Linked DNA regions of Anas platyrhynchos: region 2 is linked to region 1. A link is a contact called in public Hi-C data. All regions are on one chromosome and are shown on one strand. Each heading gives the region's core, a stretch centred on a gene start, on an enhancer-like site or on the middle of the called end of the contact. The rest is flanking DNA. Distances are from core to core; before and after follow the strand shown. Region 1 has its middle 8.8 kb from the start of RUNX3. Region 2 overlaps RUNX3 (RUNX family transcription factor 3).

Region 1 (3,133 bases), core at 220-2,719:
CACAAAGGAGAAATGCCGAGAACCAGGAGGCAGCTCTCCCTACAGGAAATGTCAGCACCAAGGCAGTGGTGGGGTCACAGAGGCTTCAGCAAGCGCTGCTGACGTGCGCAGGGAGAGCAGACACGGCTCGGGGGGGGGGGGGGGTTGCACCTCCCTGTAGGCGTCAGGTCTCCTCGTGAAACGAAACTGCTCTGAGATTGAAGTTCTGAATTCTTGTAATTTGTTCTGAATCATTTTCAAATAGCCTCTGCAGGTGACTCAACCTGGGAGGAAAAAGAATAAAAATCACAAAACCACATTTCATTCATGTTTGAGATGCACCAGCAGTCTGGGGAACAGGGCATAGATGGTTTCGTGCTGCCAACAGCTCTCGGCAGCAGGCAATGAGCAGCGGGTAACTCCAGCACTGAGCCAGGGCAGAGGCAGCAAACAGGCACTGGATTCTTGCTCCAGGTTCAAGAATGCATCCCAAATGCTTCTACTACTAGAAATGAAGGGCGGAGAAGTTTCCAACACTGAAGAAACCTCTCCTGCAGAGGCAGGGAGGCATTTCTGTAGCAGCACACAGGGATGTCCCTTGACCACAGCTGGTCACGTTGCTAACGTGCAGGGTGTGGGTCTGGCCATGAGCAGGGGCACTCCCAGAAGAATGGATTGTCCTCGTCCAGGAAAAATGCTCCTGGGCATTACTGAGAGCTGCAGGAGAAAATATAACAGTCCAAACCCAACAAAATGGATCAGAAAGGGGGAAAAAATAAAACAAGGTCTGCATTTGGTTTGGGAGGAAATGCTTCATTTCAGGCTCAAATTTTTCTCACGTTTTAATTTAGAAAGTAAAACCTTATCGTACTGAATCTACTTCCCCTCAGGATGTCTCTCCAAGTTAGAGAGAAATCCAAACCCTTCACTGCAAGCACTTTGTGCTTTGCTTGCAGTGTCCCCTTGGCAGGGACGGACGAGCAAACCCGGTGGCACGTCAGGGGTGCTGCAGCGGGATTTTGGGGGCACTGTCGAAGAGGTTCAGGGACCCGGCACCATGCAAGCACAGGGACCGTGGCTTGGGCTCTGCACGGCTTGAAAGGATTTGAAACCCGGCAGTCTGCGCTGCCCGCAGACACTTTTGAACTTAGCAGGAACCCTGTGGTGACACATAGACATGGGCCAGAAGTCACCTTATCTGTGACCCAGATAACTGCTGCACAGGGGCCGGCTGGGACTCAGGCTCACGCCCGCTGCGTCTGCTCCCCGGCAAGAGCCAGGCTGACCCCGACAGGCTGTAAATGCAGTTGCTGTGATGAGGAGGGCTGCAGGGAGCCCCAGCCCTCGCCGGAGGCATCTCTCCGGGGAGGCACTGGTGTTGAGCAGCCAGGTTGGCTCGGGGATGGCTTTTCACCATTTCTGCCCCCAAACCGGGCCACGGTGAGGGCAGCAGAGAGGCTGCTGCAGGACAGGGAGCATCCCCAGGACAGGCCCAGGCTGCACACAGGACCCCGGGGCTGGGCCTCCTCAATGCGGGCGCCCCCCTCACTGTCGCCTGCCATCACTCACAGCCAGGAGGAAGTGGAGGAGGGCATTTCCCCCCCCAGCAGACAGAGCCACTGCATGAAGTCATGAAATCGCCTTTTCTCAGCGATGCAGCAGACACAACACGCAGCAGCTTCCGGCGCCGGGGGGGCTGTGGCGCAGCAGCTCACGCACCCTGGCCACGGCTGCGCTCCCCAAGCAGAAGTCTGTGCTGCGCTGGGGAAGTCGCTTGTGGCCGGTGGCCCCAGGGCTGTTTGCAGCCCCTGCTGTGCTGGTCCGGCTGCAAGGGGGCAGCAGGAGGGGAAGGAGATGTGACTTCCAGTGCCCCTCCACCTGCAGCTCTCTGGGGTTGAAGAAAAGCCAGCACTGCAAACCCCACAAGGGGTTTTTCTTTCTTTCTAGTGAGAATTTATGCTCAATTACCGTCTCTCAGCACTTTGCTCCTCTCTTCCCCAGCACGTAGCAGGGCTGTGAAGGTGCCACAGGCAGCAAGAGCCTGGTGGGGGTGGTGGCCATGGGGAGGGGAACCCCAACCCACTGCGCTGCTCCAAGACCACAGGTCCAACGTGCTGCGCTGCTCTGCAGGCAGAGGGAAAGAACAAAACCCAAATCAGCCCTGTCTTGGAAACAGAAAACAAACAAACAAACAAACAAACCAAAAAAAAACAAACAAAAAAAAAAAAAACAAAAACAAAAACAAACAAACAAAAAAACACTACTACAAAACAAGGTAACAAAACCAAAGCAGAAATGAGAGTTTTTTATGGTTTACATACTGAGAGGCACACCAAGCCTGGGCACTCTGCTTACAGTGCTGCACTGCCAGAGCTGGCAGGGGGAAGGGTGGGCACTGGGGGCCACCTCTGCTGCCAGCCCCCGGGCCCTGGCAGGGCCAGCCATGCCACTGAAGTGAGGACAAACTCGCTGCTTTCTGAGTCCAAGTGAAGCAGTTCTGGGCACACACTGCTAGACCACAGCCAGGGCCACCCCCAGTCTCCTGCTCTCTCAGGACCAGTCCCAGTCGGGGTGATGCGAGCCTCCCTGCAAGTAGGATCTCCCCCTCAGCAAACACGAGCAGCCTCCCCAGGCAGAGAGCTGGGGCCCGAGCCCCATGCAATGGGCTCACACGGGTAGCTGCAGGCACTGCAGCACAAACACCTTAGGAATAATTTACCAAGAAAACCCCTATCTCATAAGCACTTCAAACCATGACTAGTGCATTTCCTTCATTACCAGCCCCAAACTTCATTAGGAATTACTTATTAAATGGGGATCTAACCTTTCTCCCGTCTGGTAGCAGATAACGAGTGTTTCATTAAGTCGTCGTGAGCGACCAGCAGCTAATGCAAGCTGCATCCGCTGGATCCGAGGGCTCTGTACTTCATTAGCGAGGGATTGTTATGCCATTTATAATTAAGTGTTCTATGCTTCGAAATACGGCGCAGCAAGCAGTGGCAGCAGTCATGGCGCAGGCAGATGGGACTGGAGAAGTGTCCTGCAGTGGACACATGCTGCAAGCGCCGCAGCGCCTGCAGGTGGAGGCAGTGCAGCCACAGCTTGTGTTGCTGCCAGGCAGCGGGGCTCTGCGACACGGCTGAAAGCAGGGGCT
Region 2 (3,133 bases), core at 447-2,946, 58 kb before region 1:
GGGCTTCCACTGCCTCTTAACCCAGAAAATGTGTGTTCTGTCTGGAGAAGGGCAAGAAAAGCTACGTCAGGACCTCTTTAGTGCCACATCATGGAAAGAGCTCCAAGGGACAACTAAATGACAAAGCTCACCCAGGGCACGTGCACAGAGCACATCACTGAGGCCCAATGTACAGCTGAACGAGAAGATCATCAGATTAGCTGGGGATGTGCAGTGATGCGTGGAACCTGAGCAATTCCACATCAACCCAGATACTACTCTCTACATCCCCATTTTAGAGATGTGGAGAACATGCAGTGGCTTATTCAGTAAGTCAGCAATAAACCTAAGCTTGTGTGTAAACTATACAAAACACACAAATACATATAGCATGTGGAACACAGAGAGAATAAAGGAAATTTAAAAGGAACTCGATAGTACAGAACTCTCTATGTATATAGAATATATAAATATCTGCAGCCTGGCCATATATCACCGTTTTATTTATATACATATACGTGCCTTGCAAAATTGTCATGAAAAATCTACCCCGGGGGAAAGAAACCTCCTTTCCTGTCTTATGCCATGATGATTGACAACAATGTAAACACTAATGATACTTTATGCTTATGTATATAATATGCATGCATATGCAAGACGGAGTGGGGACAGAAATTCTCTCTCTGTATATACCTTCTGCTATTCTTTCTCTACTAGTTTCTGTGATGCTTGGACCTCTAAGTTGTTTTCGGCATTTTTCTGACCTCTCTTCCTCTCTGCTTCCTTCCCCTGATCATAGCGGCTCCATCTGGGAGCATGAAGAGGCAGGTGGCCAAAGACGAAGAGAATCTGCTCTGTAAGGGAAGGTGCACAAGATGCATTCAATCTCTGAAGACCCAGCTCATCTCTAGAAAAGGCGCTGCTCTCCTCCCCACCCACGCACGCAGGCACGCTCTCACGCCTCTGTCACATATGTGAACAAGTTCATTCGTTTCACAGTCAGAGATAACTAAAAAAGAAACAGCCCCTTCCTCCTGCCCCACGAAAAATAGAGCAACATTTATTTTGGGGGAGGGGGAAGGTGTTGAAAAAAAATGAGGGTGTGAACAGCATCCGTTGTTACACACCCATGGAGCAATTGTTCTGTATCTGATATAACCGGCTCACGAACTGGGTGCTAGTACTTCCTCTGCAGAGCCTGAAAAAAAAACCCAAACCAAAACACAACAACACACATGTCGCTTATCACAGCATCGCCAAGCACCACCTCAAGATCGCCGAGCACGTTTGCTACTCAGTTTTCTCATTCTCTTCAAATACAGTGTGCTGCTGTGCAGACAGACCCAGCCCCCAAACCTACCGCAGGAGCATCACAAACCAGCCAACGATGCTCTCCTCGGTCCTCCCCTGGCACTTCCAGTTGGGCCCCAAATACGCTGGGCAGCAGCCCCCAGGCTCTGCAGGAGAGCAGGGCTGGAGGCAGGGCTGCCCCGGGTGCTCCTGGCTCACTGACCCCCACACCGCATCGCAGCCTCCTCGGCAAAGCCTTCAAGGTCCATGCTTTTACCCTGTCCCAGACATTCCTTGCACCCATCCTGCCCTTCTGGGGAGGACCCCACTTCTAACGCTTCAGGGCCAGTTCAGCCCCATCTCCTGTGCCAGCACTGTCCTTCATAGCTTACATTAGCTCTTCTCCCTCCCTGATGTTTATGCCCTGGATGTATTTACACAGAGCAATCAGCTCCGTTCCCAGCCTGCCTTTTGCTAGACTAAACAAGCCACGCTCTTCCAGCTTCCCCTCCCACCAGGCCCCTCACTTCTCCTCACCATCCCCGAGCCCGGCTCTGCCCCACGCCCTGCCCGGCACGCGCTGCCTCAGCCTCAGTCCCCGCTGCTGGGTCCCGCACGGACGAGGAGCGAGCTAACGGTGCTAACTGCGCGGGTGGGCGGGCTGCACAGGGAGCGCTGCCTTACTGCAGGCACTGCCTCCGGCCTGCCCGCGCTTTGCTCTTTACCTGTATTCAAAGGGTATTAAAAAAATTAACAAGCCCTGACTACATAAAAGGAAGTAGCTGAATTTACAACCCAGCCTGCAGCTAGACCACCTTGCCTGCTGAGCAGGTTCGGGCCAGGCCGGCCTGCCATGGGAAACCCACTGCAGCTCGGCAGCGGTGGGCGAGAGGCGCCCGGGTGCCCGCCCTGCTCCACCGCTCCCGCGCCGCAGCCCAGCCGGGTGCTGCCCCTGCGGGGCTCGGTGCAGCCTGAACCCCTGCTGGAGGCAGGGCAGCTGCCCTGGAGCCCAGGGCAAGGCCGGCTGGTCCTGCTGCACACCTGCCTTCCATTTCCACCAGCAGCACCTCAGCTCCGGACCAGTGCTGGCCTGTGTTTCATCTTTGACCATTACCTGACAAATTCATTTAAGGAATAGCCATTGCACAGCGGGCAAATGCAATTGAGAGGAGGAGAAAAGCAGTTTGAAGACAGGCACAGAAGCATTCAGAGGCTGAGAGGAGGCAGGAAACCCATCTTAAGCATGTTCCTTCCTTTGAGGCTGAAGCTGAATCCCACAATATGTTTTCTTCCCACTAATGCTTGCCTAGCTTCCTTTGGAAACAATTTAGCCTCTGCCCATGGTAGAATGTTTTTATCCATTAAGAAACGGATATTTTAAAGAAACCATAAGTCGATCTGGACAGGGATTAGGAAGCAGCAATTCAGGGTATTTGCTGGGCCCATAATTCAGGACTTAACCTCAGAGCAGCCACGTTGCATTTCGGAAACAATAGGGCACTTGCTGCCTATGCCAAGAGGCTTCTTAAAAGAAATATAATACTTCTAAAATGTATATTTAAAAAGAAAAGGAGAGAGAGAGATTTTATTTTAAATGCATATGGTGAAGCATTCTGCTGATGACTGGCCTATGTTAAAAACGTTGCACTGGCTTTAAGTAATGGATTGCAAATGAAACTGGTTAAAGCTGAGCTGTTTCCAGATCAGGAGATCTGAAAGCTCTTCACCAGCACAATGTCTCCAAAACCGTTTAGCAGACACTAAGGCTGGGAGAAGCAAAAGGATGCAGCGTTTACTGTTCTCCCTGTGAAGTCAAGGGAATTTGGTTTTGCTGGAGCAATATGAAGAGTGTGCAAGGGGATGT

Evidence for each region. A called contact is a pair of places that touch in the nucleus more often than the background predicts.
Region 2: a contact with region 1 is called in a Hi-C map of skeletal muscle, with 2.3 times the contacts expected there. The contact joins two enhancer-like sites. A contact is called at or near these places in 2 of 8 Hi-C or Micro-C datasets (skeletal muscle and subcutaneous adipose tissue).

Annotation. Positions count from the first base shown.
Region 1 is chr24:286,342-289,474 of IASCAAS_PekinDuck_T2T, reverse strand. No RefSeq gene overlaps it. Among named protein-coding and RNA genes, the nearest start is that of RUNX3, 8.8 kb to the left of the region's middle. Within about 2 kb of position 1,469, at least 4 of the 8 cell types and tissues checked have an H3K27ac peak or open chromatin away from gene starts, as enhancers often do.
Region 2 is chr24:344,559-347,691 of IASCAAS_PekinDuck_T2T, reverse strand. The region is part of intron 5 of RUNX3 (RUNX family transcription factor 3); the gene reads right to left. Among named protein-coding and RNA genes, the nearest start is that of RUNX3, 49 kb to the right of the region's middle. Within about 2 kb of position 1,696, at least 4 of the 8 cell types and tissues checked have an H3K27ac peak or open chromatin away from gene starts, as enhancers often do.